Regions from separate parts of the Mus musculus genome. Here all the other regions are linked to region 3. A link is a contact called in public ChIA-PET and HiChIP or PLAC-seq data. All regions are on one chromosome and are shown on one strand. The core of a region is the stretch at or near the end of the contact, and the rest is flanking DNA. Distances in the headings are between cores, read along the strand shown. Region 1 has its middle 21 kb from the start of Pik3cd. Region 2 holds the start of Slc25a33 (solute carrier family 25, member 33). Region 3 holds the start of Pgd (phosphogluconate dehydrogenase).

The links. ChIA-PET counts read pairs in DNA pulled down with a chosen protein or histone mark. HiChIP or PLAC-seq counts read pairs in DNA pulled down with a chosen protein or histone mark.
Region 1: an RNA polymerase II ChIA-PET map of memory CD8 T cells shows a contact between it and region 3, with 5 read pairs. The contact joins the enhancer-like site here to the promoter of Pgd in region 3. A contact is called at or near these places in 1 of 39 promoter capture datasets (hippocampal neurons), 10 of 115 datasets of contacts at active chromatin or transcription factors (bone marrow-derived dendritic cells, bone marrow-derived macrophages, embryonic hindbrain and 4 more) and 2 of 9 other capture datasets (adipose tissue and liver).
Region 2: a contact with region 3 is called in an HNF4G HiChIP or PLAC-seq map of pancreatic cancer cells. The contact joins the promoter of Slc25a33 here to the promoter of Pgd in region 3. A contact is called at or near these places in 1 of 484 Hi-C or Micro-C datasets (neutrophils), 4 of 115 datasets of contacts at active chromatin or transcription factors (astrocytes, memory CD8 T cells, pancreatic cancer cells and 1 more) and 1 of 9 other capture datasets (liver).

What each region holds. Positions count from the first base shown.
Region 1 is chr4:149,682,517-149,686,713 of GRCm38.p6, forward strand. It overlaps a transcript of Pik3cd not described here. Among named protein-coding and RNA genes, the nearest start is that of Pik3cd, 21 kb to the left of the region's middle. Within about 2 kb of position 1,290, at least 12 of the 459 cell types and tissues checked have an H3K27ac peak or open chromatin away from gene starts, as enhancers often do. A contact at or near this core is called in memory CD8 T cells, where this site is marked.
Region 2 is chr4:149,771,132-149,775,565 of GRCm38.p6, forward strand. Slc25a33 (solute carrier family 25, member 33) reads right to left here and starts at 3,136. Exons shown (of 7, transcript NM_027460.2): 1 at 2,869-3,136. The coding sequence starts at 2,924.
Region 3 is chr4:149,165,212-149,169,499 of GRCm38.p6, forward strand. Pgd (phosphogluconate dehydrogenase) reads right to left here and starts at 1,494. Exons shown (of 13, transcript NM_001081274.2): 1 at 1,376-1,494; 2 at 796-871; 3 at 1-18. The coding sequence starts at 1,383.

The DNA.
Region 1 (4,197 bases), core at 40-2,539, 520 kb after region 3:
CCAGAAGAGGGCATCAGATCTCATTATGGATGGTTGTGAACCACCATGTGGTTGCTGGGATTTGAACTAAGGACCTCTGGAAGAGTAGTCAGTGCTCTTAACCGCTGAGCCATCTCTCCAGTCCTTGGTCTCTTAATCCCTGCGAATTTCTCAGCTCCAGCTGACCAGCACCGAGTATCCCAGCAAAGCAAAGGTTTCACTTTACAAGTGCTGGTATCTTGTTAAACACAGGTAATTTTTCAGCCCCAGATGCCCAGAATCACAAATTCTTCACACAAAAGCCTGGTGGAATCTTTGCTTCCCTCTGAAATATCACAAGCCGTGCCTCCATCATCTGCACTAGTGACTTCCCTAGCTCAAAGTTCCAAAGCCCTATCACAGTCCTCCTCAAAACAACACGGTCAAGTCTGTCACATTCCTGGTACCAGCTTGTCTTAGGGTTTCTATTGCTGCAATAAACACCATCACAAAAAAAAAAAAACAAATTAGGGAAGAAAGGGTTTATTCAGCTTACACTTCTACATTGTAGTCCAGCACTGAAGGAAACCAGGACAGGAACTCAAACAGGACAGGAACTGGAGGCAGGAGCCGGCAATGGTGAGACCACAGAGGAGTGTACTGGCTTGCTTCCCCTGCCTCGTTCAGCCTGCTTTCTTATAGAACCCAGGATCACCAGCCCAGGGATGGCACCACCCACCATGGGCAGGGCCCTCCCCCATTGATCACTAATTCAGTAACAGCCCTACAGCTGGATCTCATGGAGGCATTTCCTCACCTGAAGCTCCTTCCTCTCTGATGACCCTACCTTATGTCAAGGTGACACAAAACCCCGGTCCACGCCCCCCATCCCCCAAAAAAGGGACAAGCTTTTTTACATTTATTCACATAATCTCACTATAGCTTTGTGCCCTTGATGTATTGTTTTATTTTGTTTTGTTTGTTTAGAAACAGGGTCTTTGCAGCCTTTCCCAGGCTGGTTTCTAATGTCTGAGTGTCAGCGATCCTGATCCTGCTATAGCAGCTCTCGGAGTACCTGGGACCAGGGGGGCCTGCCCACCCAGTGCTCTCTTCTCTTGATCTTTTTACCTAATTACAAGAGTCCTCTCTCTCCTTCCACTTCACACAGTTTCATTAAGCTTTGAATTCTCACCCTCCGGTTAATTCAAAAAGTCACTCAACTGTAGTTAAAAAAGCCATTAATTAGGACCTGAAGTTTCCCTCTCCTCTGGGGTAAAGTCCCTAAGCTCTGACCACAGGTCTGTCTTAATTGAGACTCCCAGAGTTTGTGACTCAGGGCAAGGAAGTGGGTGGGCAGGCCAGGGAAAATGATGCTTGTGTTGGCGTTGTTCATCCTGTCACAATTCTACCAAAAAAAAAAAAACAAAAACAAAACCCAAAACCCAAAACCCCACGAGTGTTTCCAGGAACTCGGCTCTGGAATAGGCCTGGCTTTGAAGACACCTGCTAAGCAATTCACTGCTCATTGCCTGGCCCAGGACAGGAACAGCAAACAGCACAAGGGAGTGACCTTGGGCTCAGGAGGAAGGATCAATGGCTCACTCAAACAGCTTCCGCAGGTATTCACAGGGGAGGCTCAGGTTCCCACCGGGAGCCTGTGAACCCGAGTTTCTTGTCAGCTATGAATGGAAGAAGTGCTCTGTTTGGGGGAAGAGCCTGCTGTGATTCCTACTGAGGGAAAAGCCAGAATAAATCGCTGAATAATGTTGCGAGTTCCTCCCCAAAAGGCACTGGGGTGGGTTTCTGGACCTAATTTTCTAGAATCATCTTAGAGATGTGTTGTGGCAACTGCTGAGGACCAAGTGAGAGGTGATTAAAGAAGAAGAAGAAGAAGAAGAAGAAGAAGAAGAAGAAGAAGAAGAAGAAGAAGAAGAAGAAGAAGAAGAAGAAGAACCTAGAAAAAAATTAAGCTAAACACAGGAAACAAAGCTGTCCTTAGAGAGCAGGTGACTTGCGGAATAACAGAAAGAACCTGCTGTTAATACCAGACAGCAGGGAGTGCTATGGGTCAGACCTGAGTTAAAAACCTGATCTTAGCCTGGTGCTATCATCTAAATATCCCTTCCTCCTCCTCTTCCTCCTCCTCCCCTTCCTCTCTCCTCCTTCCTCTCTCTTCCTCTCCCTCTCTCTTCCTCTCCCTCTCTCTCCCTCTCCCTCTCTCTCCCTCTTTCTTTCTTTCTCTCTCTCTCTCTCACACACACACTCCCCCCATGATGGCTCACAACTGCCTGTAATTCTTGCCTCTGTGGGCACCTCCTTCACACACATGTTGCAATATATGTACTCAAAATACATACATGCACAGAAAATAAATAAATCCAAAAACTAATAAGTAATCAAATCAACTCAAACTCAACCACCAAAGCTTCAGCAAGTTTTACTGGCGCTGGTTTTACGTACAACATATGACGGTTCTGTGAGAGACTGTATCCTCTCAGGACAGCCTCATGGACCACCCAAGGAGAGCAGATGGCCCTTGCAACCTCTGTGGCATGGTATGACCCACTTCAAGGTTGACTGGGTTTAAAGGGGTGAACAGACTGTCTCCCCCACACCACGGTCACATCAAGCTCCTGACTTTTGAGGTGTGATGAGTTTGCCCACACCCCAGCCAGCCAATGGATTCTGCGGTAGCCCCGCAGCTGGTCATCCTCTAGTCCAGCAGTCCGTCTGGAGGTGACCCACAGGACCTCTCCTGCACTTCTAGACAGGTGTGATGCTGCGGCTTGTTTTAGCCATCCTTAAAGAGGGGTTCCCACGACCCTTCCTTCGATTGCAGCCCCTCCTAGAGTGACTTCAGTACTCAGGAAACTCTTACCTAAATTTCTCAGTTTATGGCCAATGACATTCCAGAGGCTTCCAATGAGTGCCTGAGAGAGTAGGGAACAGAGAGGTGTGGAATTTCACACCCGAATGGGGATGCCACACCCCAGGATTGGCCATTCTCAGCCATCTAGAAGCAAACACTGTACTTTAGGGTTTTAGTCTTTGTTTATGGGGTTGGGGGCTTTTGGTTTTGGGTTTTTTGTTTTTTGTTTTTTTTGGTTTGGTTTTGGCTTTTTTTGTTTGTTTGTTTGTTTGGTGTTTTTTGTTTGTTTGTTTTCAACACAGGGTCTTACTGCCTAGCCCAGGTTAGCCTGGAACTTGTGTTTAGAAACTGCTGTTTAAAAAAAAAAGCCAGGCGGTGGTGGTCCACGCCTTTAATCCCAGCACTTGGGAGGCAGAGGCAGGCGGATTTCTGAGTTCGAGGCCAGCCTGGTCTACAAAGTGAGTTCCAGGACAGCCAGGGCTACACAGAGAAACCCTGTCTCGAAAAACCAAAAAAAAAAAAAAAAGTGTTGTCTAAAGGAAAGCCCGGCATCTAGGCCTCGTTTTTTTTTTGTGTCCCTGTGCATTCTTTTCTTTGGCTGAAGACAGAGCTAAAAGTCCTAAAGCTGCAGTCACCTTGGATTCCAGGAGAAGCAAAACCTCAGACAGGTCTCCTCGTTTCCGTCCTGCACCCTCTAGATGAGGGCAATTACCCATGAGAGTGAGGCTGTGCCCTAGAGGGCTATCCTCTGAGAGCCGACTGTCCCCTTGGGCAATAAAGACCTCATCGGACCACCTTGCAAGACAGGAGCTGACACAATGGCCCTGAAGTCCACACCTGGCCAGGACTTCTTACTGTGTGCACCCTTCCCATTTAAACAGAAAGTGTGCATCAGTGCCTTCAAGATGAATGGACATGGGGTCCTGGAAGCCTCTGTCTGTTTCTTTCCCTGGTGTAGCCACCCTGAACTCCTCAATTGTTGTGATGGGGGATGGGTGGCTTCACCTAGCTTGTTGAGACAGTCACAGCTCAAGGTTTGTAAAAAACAAACCAAACAACTGATTATACTTAAAGTCTTTCCAGTGACTAGCCCCAGTCCTAAGTCACTTTAGGGAAGCAGCTAGCAGTCAACTAAGGAGATGCAAAAAGAAATGTACTAATTTGCAGATTCCAAAGATTTTTAGAAGTTGTGTGACAAGACAGAAGGAAGGGGGGGGGGACCACTTCATAATATCCCAGCAACTCAGGGCTGCAGTAGGAGCTACCAACCTCCTTACCCACTAGGAAGGCTCATTCCAAACATTATTATGGATAACGAAAATGAAATGTCCAACCTGGCTCTTCAGCTCAGTTTAAAGGAAAATAAAATC
Region 2 (4,434 bases), core at 1,886-4,385, 610 kb after region 3:
GTTTAGGAGCTTGCTATAAGTTATGCCGTTCACTCTGTGATGGTGTATTTATTCACGGATACCCACTCGCATATGGGCTTAAAAATTGGATTTGCCCTCACCGGTCTCTTCATAAACTTGGGACTGAATATTAAACAGAGATGTACTAAAGGTAAACTGTACTCAGAAATACACTACAATGGAAATCAATACATCACTATGAAGAAAACAAAGTGAAGAGCAGGCAGGGGCTTTAGCCAGCCAGGCAACGTGGCTCATGCCTTGGAATCCTAGTACTTAGAAGGCTAAGGCAGGATTGCTGGGAGTGTGAGGCTAGCCTGGGCTATACGGTGAATTCCAGACCTGCTCACACAAAATAAACAAACAGAAACAACTCAATCTTATATTTAAAGTTAGTATAAAATTGGGTTGGGGCATATATACACTCGGAACCTTTCCCAAAGTGCTTATTTCTAGATTTTGGTCTGTGGTGGCCTTTCTGTTCTCTTCTCTGAGGGCAACATGCTACACTGAAAATCTGACTAGTATATGTTAATATAGGAAATAATCTTGGGAAATAATCCAGAAACTTGTTCCTTTAAGAAAAAAAAAATTAAAGACTATGAGTTGGCCGGACAGTGGTGGCACACACCTTTGATCCCAGCACTTGGGAGGCAGAGACAGGCGGATTTCTGAGTTCAAGGCCAGCCTGGTCTACAGAGTGAGTTCCAGGACAGCCAGGGCTACACAGAGAAACCCTCTCTGGAAAAACCAAAAACCAAAAATAAACAAACAAACAAACAAAAAAGACTATGAATTGTTTTGGTGCAGTCTGTTTTTTTTCCAGGATCTAAAATAGATTTTCACTGGTTATATTAATTTATAAGCCTTTGATAGCTAGTAGAAGTGTATTACCAGGACCTGGTGGCACATATCTTTAATCGTGGTACTTGGGAGGTAGAAGCAGAGACAGAAGATCTCTGTGAGTTCTAGACCTTGTCTCCAAAAAACAAAACTTGTTTATATTATTATAATCAGGGATATCGTTAAATCTGTTTGGGAACATAGCCTTCAATGATTATTCAACAAACAAGGGAAACCAACAGATTTTAAAAGCAAGATCTCAGACTTCTCAAAGGCATTGAACTTAGCTCTCTGGAGAGATGCCAGCTAACAACAGAGGAAAGGGCTTACCAGACCCCTGGGCTGACAACTTTTAACTATAGTCTGTGCCCTCTTTATACTGACTCCTTTCATGCTCTACCTTAAAAGGTGTTTTAGGCTAAAATCCAATTAGAGCTCTGAAAGCAGCTTTTTGAGGGTTCATTTCTTTTCTCATCTGCAAGCACAGAGATCTTAAATGGCTAATGAAGGAACCAGAACTTGTTAAACACCACTGCTTCAGGCACAGCACTAATAAACTCCCTGCCTCTTAATGAGTCCCGCAAGCCTCACTGCCCATTGCAGTATTCTCTATCAGCACGTAAGAGGCTGGAATTGGCAGCCAGAGGGCACTGTGAAGGGTGTGCAGGGAAATCCATCCAGACAGGGTCATCAACTATAGTAGTGAGCCTCAACACAGGCCACTCTGAAACTCCCCCAGTTAAGAGCAGGCAGACATACAACATAAGAGACCACTCAGTTAAAAAAGAAAAGAAAAGAAAAAGTATAACAAACAAACAAAACAACCCATTGAGTATAAACTTATTTCTCTTGGCTTTAAAAATATGCCTAACAGACTTTAAGTTCCCTGGGATGACACATTTATATAAAGTGAGGGTGCCTTCTAAGGCTTACTCTCAAAGGTTAATACCAATGAAGACATGGATAGGAGGAATGAAGGCCTGACAGAAATGGATGAACAAGAAATTCCTCCTGCCTAGGCACAACCATTAAAGCTATCTGACGGGTGAAAGGTACTGCCAGCCTGCCAGGTAAAAGGACCAAGGCACCAGAAACCCTTTCATCACCGTTATTTTCTGGATAACCCTTTCATTAACCATTACTTTCTAGTATATGGAACTGTTTAGGTCCAGTTATAGTTCTCAAGTGAAGATGATAACACAGGAAAAACGCTGCATGTTATGTAAAACTTAAATAGCTGGGCTAAATCTCAAAGAGCTCTTCATGACCCCAGGGCTGGGGACACAGCTCCATAGATAGTTTGAAAAACCAGCACCAAAAGGGTCCCAAGCCACTAGCAGCTATGACAAAAGGAAAAGAAAAATACTATTTAAAAAAGAAAACCCCAAACTTTCGTTTTTTTAGGGGGTTAATTCAGCTCCTAGTTGTATCCTCCTATCATGATGTGTTCCTCCACTGAAAATCACTGAAAGGTGCTTTAGGATCGATTAGCACTGACCAACCTTCCGAGGTCCCCATTTACCGTCCCACGTGGTGCAGACCAGCATCCGTTCCCCCCCAACCCCCCATACTCCGCAGGGCAGGCCACGGGCTGCCCTGCGACACCTGCCCGCAGCTCTGACCCAGCGCAGTACCTCCTGGGCTAGCTGCCCCGGGACCTCCAGCATCCGCACCTCTGCAGCGGTGAGTGACCGCAGCGTGATCAGGAAAACGCCAGGAGGCCGGAGCCACAGGGGCTCGGCGCGATCGCCCCTGGTGACAGTCACACCAGCCAGGAATTGTTCAAAAGGAGAATACGGCGAGAGGCGGCCGGTGGGTGGGGGATGGGACCGCGGACGCGCCGGGTGGAAAGCCGCCGTGCCGGCTGACCCCGCGGTGGGGACGCCGAAGCCACGACCCTCCTGGGCTGCCCGTCCTGGCTTCACCCCAGTCCGCGACGGACGGGAAACGCGGATTCCCAAGGCCACGGCACGCAGGGGGAGAAGGCCGGGGCTGAGGCGAGAGCAGCTCGGGCCCCAGACTCACCCGCCGGCGAAGAGATGAAGCAGCGTGTTCTCTTTCTGCTGAGTGCCCGTCGCCATGGCCGCGCCGGCTCCGCGGCCCGCCGCAGCCGCTCGTGGGACGCGCGAGGTCTTGAGCTCCGCTGGCTTCGCTGCCTTCCTCAGGCAGCCGCCGACGCGCCCATGCGCGCGGGAGGCCCAGGCGCCCGGCTCCCTCCGCGGCGTCGCGCCCGGCCAGTCAGCGGCCTCTGCGGCGCTTTCCAGCCGCTAGGCAGAGAGCCTAGCGCGCGGCCGTCACGTGGCGGAGGCCGGGCCGTGACGTCGCGGGGCGCGGCGCGGCGGAGGTGTGGGCCCGGATCCCGTACGCCTATTGGACGGCAGGTGGATGTGGGCGTGGCGGTCGTGCAACGCGGGGCGGGATCAGGCCCCGAAGGGCTGCTCAGGATAATAAGAGGATGACCAGCAAACTGGTCAAAGCTGCTTGGTCCTTCTCAGAGGCTGGAAACTGAGTGTGTAACCATGCCCTATGCTCCAAACCTCTTCTTCTTTTTCTTCTTTTTAAAATTATGTTTATGTGTGTGTGATTTGTTTTTTTTTAAGACAGTCTTACATTGCAGTCCTGGACTGCCTGGAACTTGCCATGTAGACCAAGCTTGGCCTCAAATTCACATTTTATCCGCCTGCCTCTGCCTCCCAAGTGCTGGGCCTAAAGGCGTGCGCCACCACTACCCAGCACCTTGGAACTTTCTATGTAGACCAAGATAACCTCGAAGTCACATTGATCCTTTTGCCTCTGCCTCTCCAGTGCTGAGATTACCCAGCTGTTTTTTGTGGTTTTTATTGTGTGTTTTTAAGGGATGTCATGGGTTCACACATGCCACTGTCTAATGGTGAAGACCAGAGCACAGCTTGCAGGAGTCAGTTTTGCCTATTCATCATGCAGGTCCCAGGAATTGACTTGTTTTTTGAGACAGGGTTTCTCTGTGTAGTTCTAGGTGTTCTGGAACTTACTGTGTAGACCAAACTGGCCTCAAACTCACAGATCTACCTGCTTCTGCCTCCTGAGTGCTGTGATTGAAGGCATGAGCCACCATGCCTCACGGGTCCCAGGAATTGGACTCAAGTTGTCGGATTTGGCTGCAAGTACATTTACCCTGAGCTCCCGATCTTTTTAAGAATTTCATTCTGTAATATTTCCATGTATAAACATGTATGGTGATTACATATTACATCTCACAGCTCTGAGCTTAAATAGGAAAAAAAAAAAAAAAACACGTCACCTAAACAGCCTGCCCTCCTCTAGCCTACCCTTAGTGTTTTGTGTGTTCTTGATCTTTCTATAAATAGCATTATATTTGGTATGTATTTTGCAGTGTGAATTTTGTACTGTGTGCGCTGATGCTCGGACTTGAGCGACCCAGATCGCTCCTCCCCTTAAATATCCTGGACCACTGCCACAGTGAGCCTGGCATCTTCTTACCTCCAGGTCTGGCTCTTGGCTGGGCTTTGCCTGGTTGCCCTGGCAGCACCCTGATCACATGGCTTCGGTGACTCCATGTGGGCTCGTGTACTCACTCTGTTTTATTCAAAC
Region 3 (4,288 bases), core at 244-2,743:
CCTATTGAAAGCACAGACCTGGAAGGACAAAAGGCCTGTCAGAGGATCTGGCACACACATGACCCTCGGGTGGTAGATGCAGCAACAGAGAAACGTCTACTCTGTCCAAGGTCTAGCGAGAGCTGACCTGCCTTTTCTTTTTAAGTGCTAGGCAATCTCTGCAAAGTCCAGTCACAGCAGAGAGCCCAGGGAAAGGCGGTTGCCACTTGTTGCTTATCAGGTTGAGCCTGTCACTACTACCTGGGTCCTTTGTCCCTGGTAATCCTGGTGTCTAAGCCATGCTACTATTTAGAAAGAACATTCAGAGCCCACAGGCAGGAGGATCCTCTGACCCTGGACTCAGAAAGCTGAGATGAGAGGGCCCTGAGACTCCAGTGTGACAACACTGTGAGACAAGCTGCTGTCTACAAAGAAAAACAATCTCCATGTACCCCAAGTTTTCCTAGCTACAGCTTCCAAGATCTGGGTCCCTTTACATCTATGGTTTTCAACCTTCCTAACGCTGCGACCCTTTAATATAGCCCCTCGTGTTGTGATGACCCCCAATCATAAAACTATTTTCATAACTACGCAATAACTGTAATTTGCTAGTGTTATAAATCATAATGTTGAGAACCACTGCTTTTATATTTATTTCTATCCAAGGAGGCTCTTCCCTTAACTACAGAGGGAGCACGACTAAAGCAGAAATTCTTCTACAAAGACACCAAACAGTGCTTACTGAGTGATGCCTTGGGATCTCTGAAAAACAAATCACAGCTCTCAGCGGGAAGGCAACGTGTCCTCACTACTTACCACAAATCCATGATCATTCATGTTCAAAATTAAGTTCTGGCCCATGACAGCCAGTCCGATCAGTGCAATGTCAGCTCTGAAATGACAAAAAAAAAAAAAAACAATAAAGCAAACACAAAGAAAGGATATTAGTGTTACTTAGTGGCTTTTATTAGGACTGGCAGCCTGCACCCTTCTCGGCTCACACCATGCACCTAGGATCGACCGCACCCTGCACCCCACAGTTCCATGGAAGTTCCTTCTAAAGGGCGTCCGGGCACACGAAGCCACCCATGCCCTGCCCCTGGCCCTGCCCGTCGTTCCTTATGGCCTGGCCAGCACAAGGGGCGTGGGCCGTCCCCGACCCAGCGCGGCCTTCCTTCCCCGCGAGCCCGTCGCAGCCGCAAGCTCCCACGAAGGGGTGGCGGAGCTTGCGCTGGCCATGGCGGGGACCCTGAGGTGCAGGGGTCAGGGCTGCGCGAGGAGACCCAGGCGACCACCGGGGCTGAGGAGAACAGGGAGACAACTGAGCAGAGCCCCGCCATCACCACGCTCAGCCCCGGAAGTCTCCCGGGCCCGACTGCGCGTGTCGGTCACTCACTGGGCCATGGCGGAGGCAGACGAAGCAGAGTCGAGGAGGAAGAAACGCGAAGGACCGAGCGCTCCGAGGCAAGTACAGTGAAGTCCGGCTCCCGGCGCCTCGAGAGGCTTACAGAGACGCTGGCCAATCAGAAGACAGGGGTGGGCCGATGCCCCACGCTATTGGGTCTCTGCGGCGCCTGTTATACCACCTGAGGGCAAACGGACCCGCCCACCCCCGGGGCCCAGATCTGTAGAGCGCCGAGCAGTCGATGGCACCTCGAGCTGGAGAGGAGCGTTTAAAGGGCTTCTTCTAAGTGTTCTAGGAGCGTTTAAAGGGCTTCTTCTAAGTGTTCTAGCGGGACCTTGCACGATGCCTCCCGCTCGTGCGGAAGCTCGGGTCTGCAGCTCGGCGTGAAAGAGAAGACATTAAGGGCTTGGTGCAGCCCTTACCAAGCCCACTGGCGTTTTTGATCCATGGCTGCTGCTTCCCTTCACTGTCCCTCAACTCTGAGGCAGGAGTCAAGTCTGTCCTATCTGTGGGAACCTCAGTGTGTACCATTTTTGCAGGTCAAGAAACAGCGGTGCAAACTAAGACGAGACGGTCAGCAAGTAAAGAGCCAAGCGGGTGGAAGTGGAACCCACTCCGCAAAGTTGGCATCTGACCTCCACGTGCAGCAGTGGCGCGTGCGCCCACTCGCACAGAAAGAGAAAACGAAGCGGAGGAGAGGCTTGAGGGGTTTTGGGGGGGTGGTTTCATAATTATTTATTTTTTGTGTATTGGTTTGCCTGCATGTATGTCCGTGTACCTCGTGCGTGGCCGATACTCGGGGAGGCAAGACTGGAAGTGAGTTCTTCCTTGTGCTTGTAGCGGAACACAAGCACTCTTCTCTACCATTTCCTCAGCCCCACTACAGTTTCCGGCGCTGGAGGTCTGGGGTGCTGTTTCGCCCGCTGGTCAGACACTTTTAGTTTCAATTTACTTTTCCATTCAGACTCAGGTGTTGGTGCGCTGCTTTCTTTTTTCTTTTCTTTTTTTTTTTTTTTTTTTTTTTTTTTTTCGGGGGGCGGGATTTTTTCTCTGTGTAGCCCTGCCTGTCCTGGAACTCACTCAGTAGACCAGGCTAGCCTCGAACTCAGAAATCCGCCTGCCTCTGCCTCCGGAGTGCTGGGATTAAAGGCATGTACTACCACGCCTGGCTAGGTTCAGGTTCTTTCCATTGCCTACTCTCTCTCTAGGAGTGGCTATCATGTCCTTCAATGAATTCCTTTTATCTTTTGTAAGTTTTGCACACAGCACATAGACATAACGCTTGATGGTAAATGAAAAGACTGGCTTGCACCAGCTTCTTGAATTTTTTTCCCTCACTCCAGTACTACGAATCAAATCGTAGGTTTTGAGCATTCTAGACAAGTGCTTTGCCACTGAGCTATATCCCTTGCCTGGCCCTAAGTGACTTTCTGTTTCTCTCTGTGTCTGTATCTGTTTCTGATAAATGCCTAATGTCCCTACTCCTCCAGCCCCCTATAACCAACACACATTTATCCCAACTCTGAGCTGGTTAGACCATTATTTCCAAAACAAGGGTGGGAACAAGGGAGTACTAGGTAAGAGCTCCTGGAAGAGTCTTAAGAGTCAGCCCATTGTCTTATCAGGTACAAGGCTCGGGGGTGGACGAGCTTCCAGAAAAACCAGAAAAAAAAAAAAAAAAAAAAAGACAAGATCTCAGTCCACAGCCTTGGCTGTGGTTTTTAAATTTGCTGTGGTGTTGAATCTTGAACTTCTATATTAGTCAGGGTTCTCTAGAGTCACAGAGCTTATGGAATGTCTCTATATATTAAGGGAAATTATTGGAGTGACTTACAGTCTATAGTCCAACTAACCCAACAATGGGCAACTATGGATGGGAAGTCCAAGAATCTGGTAGTTGCTCAGTCCCACGAGGCTGGGTATTTTAGCTGGTCTTCTGTATAAGCTTGAATCCTGTGCTGGCAAGTAAAAGCAAGCAGGCAAAGAAGAGTGAACCATCCCTTTTCCCATTGTCCTTATGCAGGTCTCCAGCAGAAGCTATGTTTACCACCATGCCTGGATTTGGGACTTGCTCTGCCCCAGACTGGCCTTGAACTCAGAGATTTGCTTGCCTCTGTCTCCTGGGATTAAAGGAGACAAGGAGACACTTACCTTCCTTGCCTGGGCCTAACCTTTCTTTTCTTTCTTTCTTTCTTTCTTTCTTTCTTTCTTTCTTTTTTTTTTTTTTTTTTTTTTTGGTTTTTCGAGACAGGGTTTCTCTGTGTAGCCCTGGCTGTCCTGGAACTCACTCTGTAGACCAGGCTGGCCCGGAACTCAGAAATCTACCTGCCTCTGCCTCCCAAGTGCTGGGATTAAAGGTGTGTACCACCACACCCGGCTAGGGCCTAAGCTTTTCATGGCCACTGTGCCTCAAGATCTAAATCAAAAGCCTGTGTCTTTCAGCCTGAAGAACTGAATCACAGGTGTGCCCTCCATTTCTGGATTGTAGTTCATTCCAGATGTGGTCAAATGGACAACCAGGTATAGCTATCACAGAGTATTTTCATTTTTTTGAGACTAGGTCTTACTTTGTAGCCTAGGGTGGCAGCAGTCCTCCTGCCTCAGCTTTCCCAGTGCTGAGACAGCAGACATGTACCATCAAGTTCAGCTTTATGTTTTTACAGAATCCGCTCCGGTCTTAGCACTGTAAGTCTACAGTTGAGGCCTCCCCAATCCAGGGTCATGCAAAGGCTATGTAATTACTGTCGTTATTATTGTCCCGTGCCCCCTCCCGATTGGCTTATTTTGTGTGCTTGCCTGTATTTGGTAGTCTGACTTGCAGGAGCCAGAGCCATGTTCCCTACCATGTTGCACTGGGGATCAAACTCAGGTCACCAGGTTTGGCAGCTTTACCCACTGAGGTAT